3 separate regions of the Gossypium hirsutum genome follow, and regions 2 and 3 are each linked to region 1. Evidence: chromatin contacts called from public Hi-C data. All regions are on one chromosome and are shown on one strand. The core of a region is the stretch at or near the end of the contact, and the rest is flanking DNA. Distances in the headings are between cores, read along the strand shown.

Region 1 (3,431 bases), core at 508-3,007:
CTTCCACATTTCTCTCTTTGCAAAGGGTGTCAAGAAGCAAGTTCATCGACTCTGTATTCTTCTTCAATCCGAAAGTTTCCAATTCATCAAATACCCTCACAGCATTTTCCCATTTCCCTGCACCAGCTAACCTTCTCATAACCTTGGCTATCGTGTTAAGCGTAACAAGGTGACCTTGACGCATTTCCTCCAAGAAGTCCTTCATTCGATCCATTTGTTTCATTTTACCAAGGATATCAACCATCGTATCATATGCCTGATGAGAGTGCTTATAGTCTGGGCGAGATGCTGCCCATTTAAAAGCACCCAATGCAGATTTCCAGTCATCCTTGAACCGGTGCAGCAACTTATCAATAAGATCATGGGAAAGCTGTATGGAGTTACATTCTCCATCATTCACGAGACACTGAAAGACTTCATCCTCACTGGTCCCAGCATGAACTTTACTTACGAGAATGTCAACGTCACACCGTCCTACGACTCCGGAACCTGATCCAGTGTAGTGAGAAGCTTCCACTGGCAGAGCAAGACTGGAACTTTCATGGGAAGCATGGAAAAGGGAACATAATATTGATGGTTTGACAAGGAACCAAGTACTTCTAAGGCAGTTCTGTAAAGGGTGCATCATGGAGAAGTGCCCTCAAAATAAAATTCAGTTTGGTCCTTACAACTGCATATCCAAATGAATAAAAGCATTAGCCTTTCTACTTAGTTCATCGATAATCCATAACAGCAAAATAATAAAATATGACCTCGAACTATAGAAAACTCCCCACGTAAGCCCTTATTCTTTTATTCAGTACAATAACCACTTGTTATTTACTTATTTAGTTTCAAGCCGAATTTGGGTGAGAAATGCTGGCATAGCTAACTACTCTGTTAACCCATATATGCAGGCAGCCATGATGCGGCAAACATGTGAACAAATTTGATGACAGAAAAAATACAATGCATAAATGAAATTAAAGAATTCCATATTGGTTTAGGCATTCTATCAAACATCTTCCATCCATATTGTTGTTTTCTCAAGATGAGCGGCAAAGTCATGAAAAACATCACGCGCACAGAAAATGCAATCAACAATTGAAAGAGACAAATCTTGTCGAGTAACATGTAATATAAGGCTAAGACATTGCTCGGATTCCAAAAATTATATATAAAATCTAAAATCATTTTCAAAAGTCTGGGTTCGTAAAAAATAAAAAGGTATTCTTTTAGCAATTATATTCAATAATTAAAATTGAGATTTGGGTTTTGCCGATTTGAATCTTAATGGTTTATATATATATATAGGAAAAATCTTAAATGTTAAATTTGCAGCTATACAAGTAAAAATAAAGTAAGAAACTAAAATGCAACATAGTGTACCTGATTAAAAAAAAGGTTTAGGAGGATGTTGGAAATCCATCACTTAGGGTGGACACTGGGAGATGTACTATCGAGTGGTAGATGTGTGTTTTGGGCCTATCACCAACTCTGTCGAGAGAAAGAAAGGATGAAGCAGTTACATGGGCTTGCCGTAACGCTGCCATCAGCCCCAACTAAGCAAAGCATGCAAGTTTTCTATTCATATGCATTCTCTGTTTTGGTAATTGCATATGATAGTATCTCGATAATAATTATAATAAAACAAAGTATTGATAAATCTTAGCCATCCAATTATTAGTGTACATTATGACCCAACTACAAAATTGGGCCTTGATAATTTAAGGAAAGCTCATTGTTCTCGCCTAACCTGTTTGCAAAATATTATTCGTTTTAAATCATTAAAATTCACAATTACTTTTCCGTAAAGGAAAAAACTTCATAAATTCACAATTATAATGAACATTCATATCTAATTCATAGTTTCTGCGATACTGAAATGAAATTGAGAAAACCAAATGGGTTGCCCCAAATCATTCGAAAACCGATATTCCTTCTCATTCAATTAGGTAAACTTGAAAGCAAATAGCACCAATTAAAAGGGGAAAAAAACGACAGCACTAATTTGATTGATGTATAAACACCATTTTACTTCATAACATCAAACTGGTAAACTTGTTCACTACACCTTCAAAACCAGAAATGTAAACATGCAAGAAGGGGTAAAATCATTGGGTTTTTTATTCCATATAACAAGAAGCTTCTCTCAAACACCTCATATTCTTTAGATCAGAAACACAACTTCTTCACTGGCCCTGAAGAAACTTCAACATGCTTTGGTGGATGCCATGTGAACGATCAAATCAATCACACGAGAACTGCAAAAACAAGACAAGCTTTGTCTAATAACCAGGATTTCAAAAAGGGCATAGACTTCAAAAAAGGAAATAAAGTGGAAAGCATTCTTTACCTGTAACCCCATTCGTTGTCGTACCAGGAAACAAGCTTCACAAAGTTCTTGTTTAGAGCAATACCTGCCTTGGCATCAAATATGCTCGACCTGTGTTCCATTTCAGGGAATTGTTATAAATAAGTGCAACAACACTAGAACTCATTGACAAACAATAAAAATCATTGTTTTCAACTTGCCTGCTGTCACCAACGAAGTCAGTGGACACAAGATCTTCCTCAACGTAACCCAAAATGCCCTTAAGCTTGCCCTCAGACTCTTCCCTGAAATCATTAGAGATCATGGATGAGATATTTAATAATAATATAGCAGGAAGGCAATGGGATGGTGTTATTATGATAAAACTTACTTGATAGCAGCTTTGATCTCATCATAAGATGCAGATTTCTCAAGCCTAACGGTGAGATCCACGACTGATACATCGATGGTAGGAACTCGGAATGACATTCCAGTCAGTTTGCCATTGAGGGCAGGAAGAACCTTTCCAACAGCCTACGTATTCTCAATACCATCGGGTACATATATAAGAACTAGCATAACAAAATAAGAAGGAACTGATCAAAATCAGATTCAAAATATACCTTGGCAGCACCAGTGCTGCTAGGAATGATGTTGAAGGAAGCGGCTCTACCACCTCTCCAGTCCTTCATTGATGGTCCATCGACGGTCTTTTGTGTTGCTGTAGACCAAAATAACTTGTTTATTTAAATACGAGCATTAACCCATTTTGATATTAGTAAAATAAAAGGTAAGGAGCTTTATTACCAGTAATGGCATGAACGGTAGTCATGAGACCCTCAACGATTCCAAATCGGTCATGGATAACCTTAGCAAGGGGAGCAAGACAATTGGTAGTGCAGCTAGCATTGGAAACAATGTCAAGCTCTGGCTTGTAGTCTTTCTCGTTTACACCCATTACAAACATGGGTGCATCTTTGCTAGGGGCAGATATCACAACTTTCTTAGCACCACCCTGTAAAACGAACAATCAATTCCATTCAATTTCAGTGAAGACTCCAGTTGACTCAAGCAAATATATATAAAGAACAGAAACCTTCAAGTGAGCAGCAGCCTTGTCTTTGTCAGTGAACACTCC
Region 2 (3,431 bases), core at 679-3,178, 160 kb before region 1:
GGCATGGCGGAAACTTGAGTTTTGGAGAAGAGATGGAATGAGAATATAAAAAGAAAACACCAGCAATAGAATCAAACCTCTGCCTGCCGTCCAGCATGTAATCTCACACCAGTTGCATCATACATTACCTGCAAATCGATCCACCACATCAAAATTCAATCTATGATGTAGGCAGTACAGTGATACGAGAAACCTACTCATATGATTGTAACTCATAATGCATTTTGCTCAGGTATCAGAAATCGATATTAGAAGAGAACCTAGCTTAGCACTAGCAGGGATGAAGAAAGCAATATCTTAAAATCATGTCAGGCTACACAATTTGATATTTATACAAAGATTATGAGCCAACCATAAAACAAGAAACAAAAGAACATACGATGCAGGCTAAGATTAATGCGGTCGCAAATAATGCTCCTCCAAAACCTTCTTGGAACCCAATAGCTGTAGCAAGAGCAGTGACTGTAGAAGAATGGGATGAAGGCATCCCTCCAGATCCCACTAGTTGCTTGAGATCCCATTGTTTTTCCTTGTACCTGCAAAACTTTAAAGCTTTAACATTTGTACCACAAAACTAATTATAAAGTGTACAGAATAACAGGTGCGAATAGCAAAGCGAAAACGGCCACAATATTAATCAGCTCCACAAGCTTGCCACCCCCAAGTCTATGTAATCTATCAATTTTCTGCATAAGTAGCCAAAATGGTTCTTTGTACAAAGTTTTTCTTCCCTATTTCATAACAAAATGCTACCAAATGAGTGATGAAAAGAACGTAAAAGAAAGCATTAAAACTAAAAAAAAATTCTATCATTACAAAATAGGAATTGCATCAAGCAAGAGCAGACCAGAATCACAGCTTGAAAAATCAAAGAAACCCCAATCGAAGATATATATATAAATGCCTGAAAATATAGCTGAATTTTGGGTGTATTCCTGAACCAGATCAAATCAATGAAACACCCCAAGATCTATATATAAAAAAAATAATGTCGACATTGGCATATTTGGTAGTTGAAATCAATTAGTTATTATCTACAATTACATAAGCCAGATATAAAAACCAAATCAAAATATGAAGTAAACAAATATGAAGACCCTTTATTCCATCAAAACAACAATTATCCAATTTAAAAACTCCTTCAAAGATTGTCAAATATTGGAATAGAAAAGGTGGAGAAAGAAAGAAACCCATTAAAGAAACAAACAAAGATCTAAGATTCATTGAAGCCAAAACAACTGTGTGCAAAAATATATATAATCAATAGAGAGAGGGGGGTACCAGGAGGTGAAGAACTTGATGGTTTGGGCAATAACAAAGGCAATAAAAGCAGAAATAAGAGGGTAATTGGTAAGAATGGAGGACCAGGAGGAAGACATTGGGAAAGACAACAGCTGTTATTTCATTCAAATTTTAATTGTTGGTTTGATTTGTTTAATGGAGATTCTTTCCTTGTTATCAAGGGAGGGGGGCAATATTGAAATCTTATTGATGAAACAAAACAAAACCAAACCAATAATTAAATTCAGAAAAAAAAGGAAGAAATGGGGAAAAATCAAAGGTGGGATGTTGGGAAGGGAATATGTATAGGAGGAATGAAGAAAGAGCGGATTAGGTGGCGACTTTGATGAATCCTTTTGAAAGCAGGAAAGAGAAAGAGGGGTTTGCTTGAATTGAATGGAAGGCGAAATGTGGGAAATAATGGCATGTTTTTGCAGTGGGTTTTCAATGTCAACAAACAACTAACGGTCTTTGCCATCTCCAAGGTTCCAACTGAATATGCCACTTCTTGTTCCTAATCAACTCTGGAATATACCCCCTCCAATCCATTACTCCATCCACCTCAAGTTTTTACCAATTTGGGTCAAACTAATCTCGCGGAATAGTCTTAACCATTCTACACTCTTTCAAATCATTACCGTCCATTTCTCTTACTAATAATTTAAAAACTTATATATATATCAATTATATGAACACTTCCTTATTCTATTTCACCAAAAAAACATCTCAGTTATATTTGTGGGTTAAAATTTTAGTATACATTTTTAATAAAATTTTATCTCCCACACTTATAAAGGTTTTTATACTCCATCAAAGATTAAGGATATGACATATTTTATTATGTATAATAAAATAAATAAAAATTAAATATGTAAATAAATGTAATCCTAATTCACTTAAAGTTTAAAATTTAAAAAAAAACTGTTAAAATTGTAAATTTAATCATTATCATTTTTAATATAGTATTATAAAATTATATATTTATATGTATGAGCACTATTGTATTATTTGTTTCAAACTAATTTAATTATAATAACACATTAAATATGTATGATATTAAAAATAAAGGGTAAGCTACCTAGTTGGTTACCCAATCTTTAAAGCGTTTTCATTTTGGTCACCCAAAATAAAATTCATGCAATTTGGTCAGCCAACTTAACTAAACATTAAATCTCTAACCGCAGTTAACTGTACATTATTTGTACTTTCTTTTTGGTCACCTAAAAAAATCTTTTTTAAGTATTGATTCGGGTAAAAAATTTCAAAGATTAAAGGGAAAAAAGGGTAGAAATTAAAACAATACACAAAAGTTATCAAATTGTACTTGTTTATCCCGGTGTCAAAAATTCTAAATTTGAGTTTTGAAATATAAATTTTTAAATATTAATATTCAAAATTATAGTAGCAAATCGGCTAACATTATCAATAGATAAAAAAAAAGGTCAATAATTTATTTAATTTATTTTGATGTTTTCAAATTATTTTACAAAATTATCAATGAAAATTATTGTATTTAATACTTGTCTACAAAACCCAATTTTCTTTTGACTATATATCTTGAATCTTCCATGCTAAGCTAAAAGTAAAAAAAATCATAGCAATTATTTAATTTTATCTCCCATTCTAAACAAAACTCATATTTTTTTCATCACTTATTTACCCAAACGATGAACAAGCAACTAATTTAATTAATTAAAAGTATATTTCCTTTATTTTTAGCTTAGCATCAAGATTATATAATCAAAAGAAATTTAAGTTTTATAGATCATTCTTAAAGATAAATTATTTGAGTTGATTTCGGTAAGGTAGTCCAGAAAAATAAAATAAAATTATAAAATTTAAAAGGATATTAAATTAATTAATTTTAACATCATAGTAACAAATTGGTTGACATTATCAATGGGTAAAAAAAATTTAACAATTTATTCAATTTATTTTGATATTTTAAAATTTAAAATTCAATATTAAAAAAAATTAAAATTCAGCAATAGGATAAATGAGTACAATTTGACAATTTTTGTGTATGATTTTAGTTTCTAACATTTTTTTCACTTTAATCCTTGAATTTTTTTACCTAGTCAATACTTAAAAAAGATTTTTTTGAGTGATCAGAATGAAGTGAAGTAAAAGTTAGGTGACCAAAATGGAAG
Region 3 (3,431 bases), core at 611-3,110, 140 kb before region 1:
AAATATAATATAATATATAATTTTTCTTTATTAATATTAAACTTTTTACTGACTTCAGTATCATGACACAAATTCAGTTGAATGTTAATAAAAATATTTTTATTTTATAAATTCAAATATATTATTTTAAATATATTTTTGTCATTTTATATAGAAAATAGAAATATATATATACATAATAAAATTTGAACCCAGATCTCTCTATATTTTAATATTTATACTTCACTAACCAACCAGAGTCTTATTTGTTATTTCTATCAGTTTTTATAAATATATTTATTATATAATTTTATTTTTCACTAATGTTGTGAGTATCTTTCTATATTCATAAAGTTACTATTTTTATATGATATCTTTCTATATTCTGTAATCATAATAGATCTAATCAAATTAAACTTTTAAAAAAGAGGTAAATTTTTGTAACATTGTTTTCACTATCTACAAAATTCAAACTTGAGACATTATCTAAAAAACAATCAAACTCCTTAACCATACAAATTATGTAAAAGAAAACAAACAAATATTAATAAAAAATTAAAATATTATAAAAAACGAGATCTTTAGAACTCCCATGATTGACTTGGTGATCAAGGAATGTTCACCTATAGAACCCACCCAAGTTCAAGCCTTCGGGGAGCAAGTGGCAGGCCTTTGTTTGATAACTCTCTTTAGACGTAGTGTGGATATGTCCCTATCGTATGTCTGGGTACTAATCATCCTTAAATACAAGGCGTAAGAGTGATGTTTGGTTTCATTTTCTTCTGAACTCTCAAAACGTTAGTGCTTCAATGTCAATATAGGGGTCTGAGTAGATTTATTAATTTTAATATGAACTTGAAAATCTAATACGATTAACTTGTAATTGAACCCAATTTAAACTATGAAAAGCCAACAACTTGATCCAACTCAATAATTAACCTAAATCCGAAATGATCCAAATTTAAAATCAACCAAATAAATAACCCAATAGGACTTAAACTTATATTAAGTACAATTTAAAATAAAAATAACAATTATATACTAAATTATTAAATTGTTTTAATTTATAACTTGTAAATTTCGCATTTCAATTTTTTATTATTCTAAAATATGCAGTTTCATGCTATACCATATGATCTCGATAACAATTTGTAAATATAATAATTATTTAATTAAAAATATATATGGTCTCTTTATTTGCAAGTCAAATTAATAAGTGAAAAATAAATTATTAAAATGCAATGTCATTTTGATTCTATTTTAGTTCAACCTTTCTTTTTTCTAAAAAAAATCAATGTTTTATTTTCAATTGATTTTGATTGATTTAAAAACTATTTTGACTAATTTTTATTTTAATTTTTACATTTGTTTCAAATCCTAAAAATCTCATAAAATTTTTTATTATTCTAAAAATTTTAGATTAAATAACGTTAATAACAATAAAACTATTAAAAGTTTAGATTAAATAAATTTTATTAACAAAAAAAATATAAAAATTGAAAATTGAAAATATTACTAATAAAAATTTTATAATGAGATTTTAACAATAAACTTTATTCATAATAACTATTTTCCTCCATTCAAATACATTTTTATTGTTTCATTATTATAGTTTAATTAATTTAAATTTATAGTAATTTATAATATTTTATATTAAAAATATTTTCAGTAATTATTAATTTTATAATAAATATACATTGATTCAATAATTTATTTAATTTTGATTTAATTTTATTTTAAAATTAAAAAAACAAATATTATAGATTTTAATAATCAAATCCAATAAATAAGAGTAAAAGTGTAAATAATTTAACCTTAAAATAATTCAATTAAAAAAAATCTATACACTAAAATAAACTAAAAACCCAAATTCAAATGATTTAAAAACTCAAAAATCTAAAATAACCCAAGCATGAAACTGACCTAACAGAAGTAATTCAAAATTTTTAAAACCCGACTCCGGGTTCTAAATTCACTGCCTGATAGGCCCAATTGACAAGTCTAGGCGTGAGGCAATAACTCAAAAGACGTCGGTAGGCCCTTACTTATTTTTATTTTATTTTATTTAATGAACTGCTGTGAGGAACTGGGGATTTTCTTTTAGCTCGAGGAAGTGGCGATTTTCAGTAGAAAAAAGCTTGAGGAGTTGAAATCTGATGTGGGCGACTTTAAGATCCCGATATCTGCATCTATCTGCAACTACGTTGCCTTCCTCCTCTCTCACAAATGGCTCGTGGAAGCTGGGGTTTTCAGGTTTAAATCAGACGTTCTCTTCATCCACTGTGGAGAGAATAAGCAATGAGTTGCTGAGCCTGCAAGAGGTGGAGAAGGTTCTAAGCGACGTGAGAGCAGACGACGTGGCGGTGGTTCCGGTTGGTAACCAATGCGATTGGGCAGATTTCATGGTGATTGCCACCGGTAGGTCCCCGTGGCACGTCAAGAACATCGCCCAAGCCCTAATTTACAAGGTGCGGTTTCATGGGTTTTCTTTTTCTATTTTGTTCCCTAATTTCCTCGATCCTCACTGCGATTTTTTGTTTATTTTGCTGGAACAGGTTAAGCAGAAGCAAAAAGGAGCTAAGAGGATGGTATTACCCAGCGTGCAAGGGCAAGAGACGGGAAAATGGATTGTTGTTGACTCTGGTTCGTGCTGCTTTCCCTCTTTCCTTTAGCTTCAACTTTGTTGTTTCTTATTAGCAATTTCTTCGCATGCTTATATTTAGACATGTAATGCCTGAAGATACCATTGTCGGTAATGATTTTTATGCAAAATCAAAATGTTACGATTTGCTTCTGCATTTAGCTGCTTTGAAGGAATGGATCTCGTGTGATAATATTTCTTAGGGCTTAACACGTATATGTGGTTAGCAGTTTCAACTATAAGAAAATTTTTTGGAATGATAGTATATAATTCTATGTACTCTCTATAGTTTCGTGCAAATTGTACCATTTTGGATGATTTGTTTGTGTGGCTACGTTTCTTTTATTTAGGCCGAGTGATAGTTCATGCTCTCGATGAGAATGCAAGAGCTTATTACAATTTGGAAAATCTTTGGATTGCAAAGTCAGCCCAGAAGGAACCAGTTGAGGTAAGTTTGTTTAGTTTAATCTACAATGATGTACTTCAAATCTTATAGCGTAAATATTTTATGGAACTGTTTAGATCCCAGATGATTGGAGATGGTCAGGTTTAGCTTTTCTATCTAATTGGTGACAATGCTTGTCTCCTTCAGTTCCGTTGGTTTTGTGGTCTTACGCCTCCATAGGTCATAGAAGTTGAACATGGCATATTTTACAGTAAGGTGCTCCAATGTAAAATTAGAGTTGTACCACTTGTGTTTGGAATATGGATTAGTAGATTAGAGATATTCTACTCACTGAGTTCGAAAGCTAATAATTGTTATACATTTTTCACATTTCACCCTTTAGACAGTCAAAATGAACTTTATATG

The links. A called contact is a pair of places that touch in the nucleus more often than the background predicts.
Region 2: a contact with region 1 is called in a Hi-C map of leaf, with 1.7 times the contacts expected there. The contact joins the promoter of LOC107909821 here to the promoter of LOC107909815 in region 1. A contact is called at or near these places in 2 of 34 Hi-C or Micro-C datasets (leaf and petal).
Region 3: a contact with region 1 is called in a Hi-C map of leaf, with 4 times the contacts expected there. The contact joins the promoter of LOC107909818 here to the promoter of LOC107909815 in region 1. A contact is called at or near these places in 3 of 34 Hi-C or Micro-C datasets (anther and leaf).

What each region holds. Positions count from the first base shown.
Region 1 is chrD02:57,836,547-57,839,977 of Gossypium_hirsutum_v2.1, forward strand. LOC107909815 (pentatricopeptide repeat-containing protein At3g04130, mitochondrial) reads right to left here and starts at 1,758. Exons shown (of 2, transcript XM_016837482.2): 1 at 1,369-1,758; 2 at 1-670. The coding sequence starts at 628. It overlaps LOC107909816 (glyceraldehyde-3-phosphate dehydrogenase, cytosolic), which reads right to left. Exons shown (of 11, transcript XM_016837483.2): 5 at 3,390-3,431; 6 at 3,101-3,308; 7 at 2,917-3,014; 8 at 2,685-2,827; 9 at 2,515-2,598; 10 at 2,336-2,425; 11 at 1,902-2,243. The coding sequence ends at 2,192.
Region 2 is chrD02:57,675,913-57,679,343 of Gossypium_hirsutum_v2.1, forward strand. It overlaps LOC107909821, which reads right to left and starts at 1,929. Exons shown (of 5, transcript XM_016837487.2): 1 at 1,282-1,929; 2 at 380-536; 3 at 78-128. The coding sequence starts at 1,379.
Region 3 is chrD02:57,701,406-57,704,836 of Gossypium_hirsutum_v2.1, forward strand. LOC107909818 (3-oxoacyl-[acyl-carrier-protein] reductase 4) reads left to right here and starts at 1,861. Exons shown (of 14, transcript XM_041088873.1): 1 at 1,861-2,447; 2 at 2,535-2,622; 3 at 2,971-3,068. The coding sequence starts at 2,136.